3 separate regions of the Danio rerio genome follow, and all the other regions are linked to region 1. Evidence: chromatin contacts called from public HiCAR-type data. All regions are on one chromosome and are shown on one strand. Each heading gives the region's core, a stretch centred on a gene start, on an enhancer-like site or on the middle of the called end of the contact. The rest is flanking DNA. Distances are from core to core; before and after follow the strand shown. Region 1 holds the start of l3mbtl1b (L3MBTL histone methyl-lysine binding protein 1b). Region 2 holds the start of rad54b (RAD54 homolog B). Region 3 holds the start of virma (vir like m6A methyltransferase associated).

Region 1 (3,282 bases), core at 421-2,920:
AAGAAAACAAACCCGGTAAGGCATTATCATGACATTTGTTGCTTCAAATATCGCTTGTCTTGTTTTTAATCACATAAGTTGTTGTTAAATGTTGAGCACCTCTTGGTGTTTATAGATAACCAACTGCATTTTGGGTCTCAAATATGTGCTGTGATTATGCTAGATAACTTTAAACGCAATATAATGTAAGAATATGATATAATTAGTGAATCATCACTGCTATTTGATAATAATAATTCTTGAAAACAATGACCACTGCACCAAGTCTGCACGTCAGCGATCTTCAAAGGCCTGATTATAATCACTTCCATGTGGCAAGTGTCGGAAAATGCACCAATACTTTTTAAGCACTACACAAGCAGATATCGTTTAAGCAATCAAAGATATCGTTTTCAATCATGAAAACGCTTCGAAAACATTGTTTGTCTGTGGATGATGAAACGACCGCAACTCAGGTTTACGAAACAACTGTGCGTCGCTTGTAATTCCATCTAATCCCGCTGGAGGGCGACTAGTGCTTACAGTACGGATTACACCAAGCACTTTCAGAAGGACAAAAATATGTATTTCAACATAGTTGTTATGTTAATTTGTACGAGCTAGTCATGTATACAGACTCGTACTGACACAATTAAACTACTTTGCTGCTTAGTCATGAATAAAACCGACGAAAAGTAAAGTTAGAAGAACAAGTTCGGCTTTTCCTTGTTTTAAAAGATTCTCCTTAAATCTGTGCTTTAAAAGCGGGCGGATGATCGCATAGACAAGTCAAAACGTGCGTACCCGCGATGAATTTGTTTTTAAATAAGAAATTGGTCATTTAAGTGCGTTATCATTCGTATACAACAAGCACTACTGTAATAACGTTCTTGACCTGTCGTTTATCATAAATCAAAATTGCATCCAAATCTCAGACTGTACAGTAACGGCACCCGGCAAACATCACATAAAAGGTCATCAGGTTTATTAAAAAACATTGTTTGAATATTTCAAGTGATGCCAGAATTTATTCCGAGCATAAATAAAGTGCAATGCGCGAGCGCCCATTATTAGCATTCGACTGACACACAAAATGGCGGAGCATAGCAAAGGGCCGCCGACACGTTTAAAGTATGTAAATTATAACAGTTCTCTGGACTGTTTCGCGTCGCTCAGACCTTCAACTAACCCTGGAAGGCCAAGTGTACAACTTGTTTTATTAAAACGCAATGTTTTCCCCTCCGATAAGAAACTCCTTACTTTCCCCTTGTCACGGAATGTCGTTAGCCCTACTGATAGCCCTGGCTAGCTGTAACATTAGCAGGGCAGCCTACAATAAACCAAATCAACAGTTTCACGTGCTTATCCGAAAGAAAAACATTCCCCGAGATACTTTGGATAAGTTGCCATTCATCCTGATATAAAAATAACAATTCGGCTGCACGCAGACACGAGGAAATAAAGAAATGCATGCTTTTAATTTCTTCTGCACAAACTTGTCACTTCTATTTATCTTTACGCTTTTTAAAGGTCGTTAAAAATCGCCGCAGTGGTTGAAAACTGTTAAACAACAAACGCACTCTGTGTTAGTATCGTTGTTTACTGCGTGGGTGACGACACGAACGTCATATTTATTGATAAACGTGCAACTCACCTCGTTTCTCTCTTAACTCTTATTTAGAGCTGGATGGCGGCGTTACTGCGCATGCGCCGATTCATATGTGTCGTCCAACTTCTATAGCCTCTATAAACTTCATCGCAACGTTTGTTTGTGAAGGATGCTCTTCATGATGCAAACAGTTAGACGAACTGAAGCACCTAGAGTCCTTACGTGACCCCAGAATTCGCTTAATCAGTGCGTGTTGCTCTAAGAAGGCCTTATATTAAAGATATAGTATGTGGTATTTGAATCTCCTTACGGTTTTGACGCTCTTAAAACAAAAGGAGTCCGCTTTATTCAAATGGGATCACTAATAGTTGTGTTTAATGTTTAATGTAACCTTGCAAGTGCGCGTTCACAGTAACGTGCTGTTGTTTTTAAAGTGTGAATTTGTAGCTCTTCTGTTTAGTCTTGGTATGGTGATCCTATGATTTGATTTCCTGTAACTATCACGTGTTCAGGTTTTACGCAGCAAATCTTTTTTTTTTAGCAAAAGGAGTATTACGGTCATATGTCTGATAATAAACAGAGAACTAGATATTATTCGCGAACCAACAGCGTTTCAACCATTAAAACGGAAGTTCATAATGTTCAAATACAATGTTTTAACAGCCGCATTGTGCAGAGAAAGTGCCGTGAAGGAAGAAAGCAAAGACACCACAAGATGGCGCTGTGAGCTTAAAAATTGACATTAATGTTGCGAGGTGAGTGTGGAGGAGCAGGAGAGACTGATAATGAGCTAAGAAAAATATTTAATTACTCAAACATAAGAATGTATGTAAATAAATTGCACTTGACGTTTGTCAAATGCTTAAAATAAAATTTAAAGTGTGCATTTAAATGATTTATTAATACTTTTTATTATTTCATAAATTCACGTTATTAAACAAGATGAAATAATTTAAATTAAAATGTGTATATGTATTTATAATTTAAAATAATAATGCATTGTTTTATTGTTTTATTAAATTACATTTATAAATGTTTATTATTTTGTCATTTAAAAAATTATTAATGTACTTTATATAGAATTTGTTTGATCAACGTTTTAAAACATTAATTATTTAGTATCTGTTTATGTCTGTTTAGTAATGCAAAAATACATTGTTATGTATGTTTTTTTAATGCATTGTTTTATTGAATGACATTTAAACACAAATTAAATACATTTAAATGCCTACTAATTTACCTATTTAAAGATGAATTATGGTGATGTAGTGGCGCAGTAGGTAGTGCTGTCACCTCACAGCAAGAAGGTCGCTGGTTCAAGCCTCGACTGGGTCAGTTGGCGTTTCAGTGTGGAGTTTGCATGTTCTCCTGCGTTTGCGTGAGTTTCCTTCGGGTGCTCTGGTTTCCCCCACAGTCCAAAGACATGTGAATTGAGTAGGCTAAATTATCTGTAGTGTATGAGTGAGTGTGTGTGGATGTTGTGTGTGTGTGTGTGTGTGTGTGTGTGTGTGTGTGTGTGTGTGTGTGTGTGTGTGTGTGTACATGCATACATTTGAAGTCAGAATTATTAGCCCCATTTAATTATTTTTGAAATATTTCCCAAATGATGTTTAAAACAGCAAGGAAATTTTCACAGTATGTCTGATTTTTTTTTTTCTTCTTGTTTTATTTGTTTTAATTTTTTTAAACACCAT
Region 2 (3,282 bases), core at 329-2,828, 200 kb after region 1:
ATGATTTAGGAAATAAAATTAAAAATGATTTTTTAAAAATCCAATCAAAACAAATGTTTTTTTATTTTCACACTGACAAAGTTAAAATAATGTAAGAATAGATAAAAAAAACTGCAAACAGAAACAGGTTTGTATATAAATTTTACATTTTATTTTGTTAAGTATCTTAAACATACAGAATTGTAAGATTACTTGTTATGTTACACATTCAAATGTTTTCTCATTTGACAACTACAATTTAACATGAATAATTCTGTTACATTAAAAAGTAATTAAAGAATGTAAATTATAAATGAACAATGATTACAAATATACAACACATTTAATGTTGAAAATGGAGTGTTTACCAGTAAAACCCATATATCAGGAGCCTGTTGGTCCCTCCCTCACTGACATCCAGCAGACGGTCCTTAATAATAACCCCTCAGTAACAGGTGATCTGCGCAAGTGTTCCTGCACCTGCCTGGCCACGTGACAGAAAAACAACTGATCATCTTAGGTGTCCGTTTGTGGCTTGACCATTAAACACTTCTGTTTTTCTATGATATGCTGCTCTGGTTAAACCCTCACTGCTAACAGATCCGCATTTGAGGATATACAGCAGGATCTTTATGAAGGAGAGGATGTTTGTCAGTGTCTGGTCACTCTCACTGCCTGAATGATCTCTGTTCTTCATGGCTGCGGTTGGATTAGACAGGATTATGCTTTCCCACACTCTGATTGGATTATTTTCTACACGCCAACATTACAGCTTCACTTTCAGACATGCAGCACTGTATAAAATATTGACACAACACATGCAAACATGCATCTGTGTGCATCCCAAACACAGTTACTGAGTAAAACACTTAAGAATTCAATAAAATCACACTCAAGCACCATGTATGTGTTATTAAACGTTTCTAAAGATTAAAGGGTAATGTTATTCAAGATTTCTCCAGTACTGTGCCAGTAATTCATGATTATATATATTTATTAGTTAAATTACAACCAAAAATAAACATTGATACATTGATCATAATTTATTTCATTCAGTGCCTTTCCAGTACTCTTTTTTACATATACAGATTTTTCTTTACTGTGTAATATGTACAAAAATTCACCATTTGTTTACTTTCTAGTAAAATATGTTTGTTAATAAGCAATATTTTTTGCAATAATTCGAATATAAAGTATACTAACAATGTATTAATGAAAGACTGCAATGATGAATATAATAAAACACACACAAACCAGTAATTGATTTGATGTCAAAGCTAATAACTGTGCACAAAACTTGTTTGTTATAATGTAAATAACCAAACAAGTCTAGTTAATAATGTGTAGTAGCTTCTACTTGCCTGTTTGATCAGTGATGGTTGACAGAAATCAAACTTTTCAGACGTCTCTTCTATTTTGCTTCATTTACCTTTGCTGGATTAGATATATATTATTTGCAGGCTACATTTCCTGTCAGGTTTCTTTAACAGTACTCTCTCTGTACTGTTGATTTTTGCTCTTCATAAGCTCCTCAACTCCACCTACTTTACGTGACGTCGAGTTTTGTCCAATCACAGCAAAGGTACGTCACGTCCGCGGGAGACTCGTTTTTGAGGGAGTTTTTGTAAATAGGCAAAGTGATTGACATACGAGAGGAAACTCGATAACAAGGTAAGCGGTTTACGTATTGCTTATGTACAATTAGTAGATTAAATTCAAATGCATTTGACATGTTTTGAGAGGTGTAAGGAGTCGGTCAGCGCGGCTCAACTTTACATTGTTTACCCGTGTTTTGCTAACGACAGCAACAGATGCTTGCCTGCTTGCTAAAAATGTCCTGTTCGCAAAGGGATGGTTCGCCCAAAAGGAAACTATTTCTTTGTTTATCACATTCTTGTCATCTCTAATGAGTATGACCTTCTTAACATTATTTATGAGCTGGTTCAGTTTAATGATATATATAGATGAGCTACCCCGCGTTGTCCGATTCATGAACAAATGAAATGACTCTTATGAACTGGATCTTTTTAGTGAATCATAAACCCTCTGATACGAAAGAATTTGCAGTTCATCAGGGCTGCTTATTACACTTTAATAATAATATTTAACATCATGTATAATATTATTGATTAGGTAGTAAATATTGCATTCATAAAGAAAAAAATCCTAAAAAGTCATACTAAAATGTAATTATAAAAATGTCAACAAAAGTTCTTTTTTTCAATTTCTGTGTACATACCTCAAATCAAAGCACTTTAACTGTCACATTAGCAGCAGCAGCACGTGTTCTATGATGAATGAAAATCTATTAAGGTAAAGTTTCTCCAAAATAGTGTCATTCCAAGAAAGTATTCTTTGCCAATGCTAAATATGGAAATCTAATCCTATTATCAGTCAACGACTGTCAAAGTACAACACTGTTCACAGTCAAATAAATAGGGCTAATGTTGTTTTCAAGTAATACTTACATGTGACTTTCGATTGAATTTTCAAAGTACCATGTTAAACAATGTAGGCAGCATGTCACAAGTTGTCACTGTACGAATGTGCCGATATTTAACCAGCTTTACCTAAATTGAATAGCTTAGGTGCTGGCTCCAGACTACAGACAGTGCATAATACAACAAAATACTCAAAAATAAAACAATAAACTATTAAAAATGCTGACAATTAATGAGCAATTCCAGCGTTATGGGTTTGACATTTTGAGTAAAAAATTCAAACATAAATACACAGAGAAAATCTATGATAACATTATATTGCACCATCTGTTTATATTTTCCAAAACAACTAACCACAGAGTTATGGGATCAGAAAAATACCAATCTGTAAATATTATTTATATTTTAAAGTAAACATGCGTTATGGACGTGACCAAAAAAAGTATGCGAGTTTACAGTATACAACATACTTTGTAGAAATTCTGTAAATTAAACTGCACAACCCAAATGAAACAATGCTAATCTAAAGGATAAGAGTCGGCTTACTATAAAAACAAAAATCATTGATTTTATTTTAGTTGACATTTATGAGGAAAAAGCTTGGTTATGAATCATGTGACAGATGTAAAAATGCCACTTTTGTGACTTTGGTAAATCAAATATATTAGTTTGACAACATTGACTCAGACATTTATGAGTATTTCTAGAGTTCTGTGAAATACGAGCCTACACAAAGAACCTAGAAAGTATTTTGCTATTTTGGTAAACATTTGCATGGAATTGCTCAAATTTGTAAAGAAAAAAAAACACATTACACCCATGTAGACACAGACAAGTACAAAGTCAAAAAGGTGTACACATT
Region 3 (3,282 bases), core at 573-3,072, 150 kb after region 1:
TTACAGTTTAAATGCACATTTGTAAATAAACACTTTGTAATAAAACAGCAAGGTAAGCAGCACTTTACCAAAGTTGTAGGGAATACTTTTGTTGCATCCAAAAGTGTGGTTATTATAATCACCATGCGACTAGCTGATACAGCCCAAAAAAATTTAAATGTCTCAAAAATGCTGCATTTGAGCCTCATATCTTAACACAAAATAATTTTTTGGGAGAAAAAAGGGAACTACCCCTTTCAATATGCTGGCTACAGGCCTGTACAGGCCTTAGCTCTACTCCCTAGATTGACTAACTCTAGTGCTTCATAAACTGAGAATTTGTTAACATATTTGCCTAAACAATTTTTGTATCTGTGACTTGGGTCAGTTTACACTGAAGGGCCTCAACAGTTTGAGTCTTTTGCATCCGTTACTGGATTCGTTTAGAGAATGTTGCATCAGATGATACAATTAGGGCTTTACCCTCTGAAACTCCCAAATCAATGCTAAACCTTTGTATAATATACTTTCAATTTCAAGTTATGCATAATTATTATTATCTATTCATTTATAAATGAGTTTGATTATATGGCTTTGCTTAAATGTATTAAACCATGTAATAAAAGCAAAAGCATATAGTAAACCATTTTATGGGTTTACAGGCTTTTTTATTCAATGTCACAAGAACTACGGTCACATCAGAGTAATAGTTCACCCCAAAAATAATAATAATCAGTCATCGTTTACTCAGACTTGATTAAAAACCTGAAACTATTAACTATTGATAGAATTATTTTTCTCCATTGAAGTTAAGTTTCCAACAATCTCAAGACGTCTTTTCTAATCTTCTTTTGTGCTCAACACAATAAAAACTCAAACTGTTTTAAAACAATTAAAGGGTGAGGAAATTAAGACAGAATTTTCATTCTTGGATAAACTTTCCCTTTATTAACATTAATTATTAAAAAAATATTAGAATAAAACAATGAGGCAGCATAGGGGTGTAATGGGTAGCACAATCGCCTTACAGCAAGAAGGTCGCTGGCATTTCTGTGTGGAGTTTGCATGTTCTCCCCGTGTTTGCGTGGGTTTCCTCCGGGTGCTTTAGTTTCCCCCACAAGGCCAAAGACATGCGGAACAGGTGAATTGAGTAAGCTGTTTGAAGTAAATTGTTTAAGAAAGATTTGGTTTGAAAAGCAACATAATATATTTTTAACTAGGCTATACACACAAATCACTATAACATATCTATGTTTTCTGCCAAAAAAACAAACAAACATTTTAACACAAACTAATCTTGACGTTGAAACTAGTTCATCTTTTTTGGTATTATCCATTTTTTTTGGAAAAATCTTTTACATTTTATTCGAAATAAAATTTATAATGAATGTACTTTTTTACGAGTATGAACAAAAGTAAACAGTTGTATGTGGGGAACTTAATTTTGCTGCTTGCTAAATTTCACATTCATAAGTCAAAATTTTCTTACTCCAGACCTATGTTTGTGCTTTTTCTGAACGAATTTAAACAATATCTTTCACTGATCCAATTGTCTCAAAACAAAAAGGCTCTAAAAACTTAAACTGTCTGCGGCTCTTTCCCAATGTTTGATGAGTACATTTTGCTTTTTCAGTATGTACTTTTTATATACCCCCTGTCTTAGCTGTTTCTTCTTTTTATTTGTTTGTTTTGTGCCGTTATTTTTCTTCATTGTTAAAGATAATTGTTCTGCCTATTTGTTGTTGTATGTATTAATTGTATACACTGTTTATGGGCTTAATAAAAAAATAAAAAATAAAAAACCTTGACGTACGCCTTCAACCCCGGAAGTATATCGCTCACCGGAAGTTCTAATGTGATCAAGAAAGATGGCGGGGGATTCTGCAATGGAGCTGCTCTTTTTAGATACGTTCAAGCATCAAAATGCAGAGGTAACGTTAAACATGCAGCGTTTCCTATCTTCACTCGTGACTTTCAACAGGATTTTGCAGAGGCCATAAACTTTTACACACGTTAAAATATTTTCGCGCGTTCTTAAAGTTTCCATTCTAGTAACGCACAGGGCGCTGTAAGCAGTTAGCTTGCTAATCAACCTAACCACAGCAATTTATACATATCCTCTACATTCAAGGCAACAATACAGCTCGTGATTTCATAATAACTCTGTATTCTCCTCCAAAACATTTATGTGAGCTGTGCTATGGCTGAACATGTCTAATGTGAAGACATAAGGTTTAAGTTGTTTCTCGGTGCAAGCAGACTATAAACAACGTGGCTATAAACAAGCAGTATGTAACATTAGGTTACTGTGACAAACCAAAGATTTGATTTTCTTTACAATAACGTGTTTTTGTGAACATAGGGTAGCGGTGCTTGTTTAGTAACCTCTCCGGTTCTCATGAGCTTGATTATCTGACAGGAGCGCTTGTGTTTGTAAACAAAATGGTCAGTCTGTATAGAAGAAATTCACAGAGCCTGGGGGAAAAGTGTTTGGAATTTTTTTGGTAAAGTTGGTTTTATATTTGCATATTCGGACTTTCTTCTTAATAATATCATATCTGAAAAGTATTATTTGCAAACTCTTAATCGGGAAATCATAATAGCAGTCAATGACTATCAAAGTACGACACTGTTTACAGTCAGTTAAATAGTGCTGATGTTTTGACGTCATTTAAATGCGATTTTACATCCAATATTTAAATTAGCATGGTAAACGGACCGTTAAATGAACGAATGTGCGAATATGAAACCTTTACCTCTGTGTGTTTGGAGTTGGGCCAAATAGAAATTACAAACCATTGTGTTTAATGTATAACTTTGTTGGTCATATTACGTTTTTTTTTGTATAAACAGTCAACATTATTATTCTTCCTTTGAATTTTAATTACATTTTCAAATGTTTCATTTTCAAATATAGTAGTGTTTAAATAATAGTTTTAATTAACTTACTAGTTTATAATTGCTAATTTCTTTTGTCTTTGCCATGAAGGCAATATTTTCCAAGATACTAGTTTTCAGCTTAATGTGCAAGTTAGTGGCTTGACTAGGTTTTTAGGCTAAACAGACAAGTCAGTAGACAGATTGAGCTAAAGTTGTTTTTTTATTCTCACATTTGTTCAGTAACACGCACCCTTTATTGTTTACCACGGTACTTTGAATATACGGTCTGAAATCACATGCAAGTATGACTTCGACAGACCATCAGCACTATTTAATTGACTGTGAACAAATTAAAAATAACAAATAAAATAAATATTAAGGAGAAAGTGCGAATGTGTGAAAAACCAACTTCACCTTAATGGT

What was found. HiCAR-type assays count read pairs that join an accessible place to other places.
Region 2: a HiCAR-type map of caudal fin shows a contact between it and region 1, with 5 times the contacts expected there. The contact joins the promoter of rad54b here to the promoter of l3mbtl1b in region 1. A contact is called at or near these places in 3 of 18 Hi-C or Micro-C datasets (caudal fin, hematopoietic stem cells and an unstated tissue) and 2 of 4 datasets of contacts at active chromatin or transcription factors (caudal fin and embryo).
Region 3: a HiCAR-type map of caudal fin shows a contact between it and region 1, with 4 times the contacts expected there. The contact joins the promoter of virma here to the promoter of l3mbtl1b in region 1. A contact is called at or near these places in 1 of 18 Hi-C or Micro-C datasets (caudal fin) and 2 of 4 datasets of contacts at active chromatin or transcription factors (caudal fin and embryo).

What each region holds. Positions count from the first base shown.
Region 1 is chr16:29,649,489-29,652,770 of GRCz12tu, forward strand. l3mbtl1b (L3MBTL histone methyl-lysine binding protein 1b) reads right to left here and starts at 1,671. Exons shown (of 22, transcript XR_012392111.1): 1 at 1,560-1,671.
Region 2 is chr16:29,853,560-29,856,841 of GRCz12tu, forward strand. It overlaps rad54b (RAD54 homolog B), which reads left to right and starts at 1,579. Exons shown (of 15, transcript XR_012392112.1): 1 at 1,579-1,650. rnf41l (ring finger protein 41, like) reads right to left here and starts at 1,476. Exons shown (of 8, transcript XM_068214144.1): 1 at 1,341-1,476.
Region 3 is chr16:29,801,730-29,805,011 of GRCz12tu, forward strand. virma (vir like m6A methyltransferase associated) reads left to right here and starts at 1,823. Exons shown (of 23, transcript XM_683656.10): 1 at 1,823-1,910. The coding sequence starts at 1,848.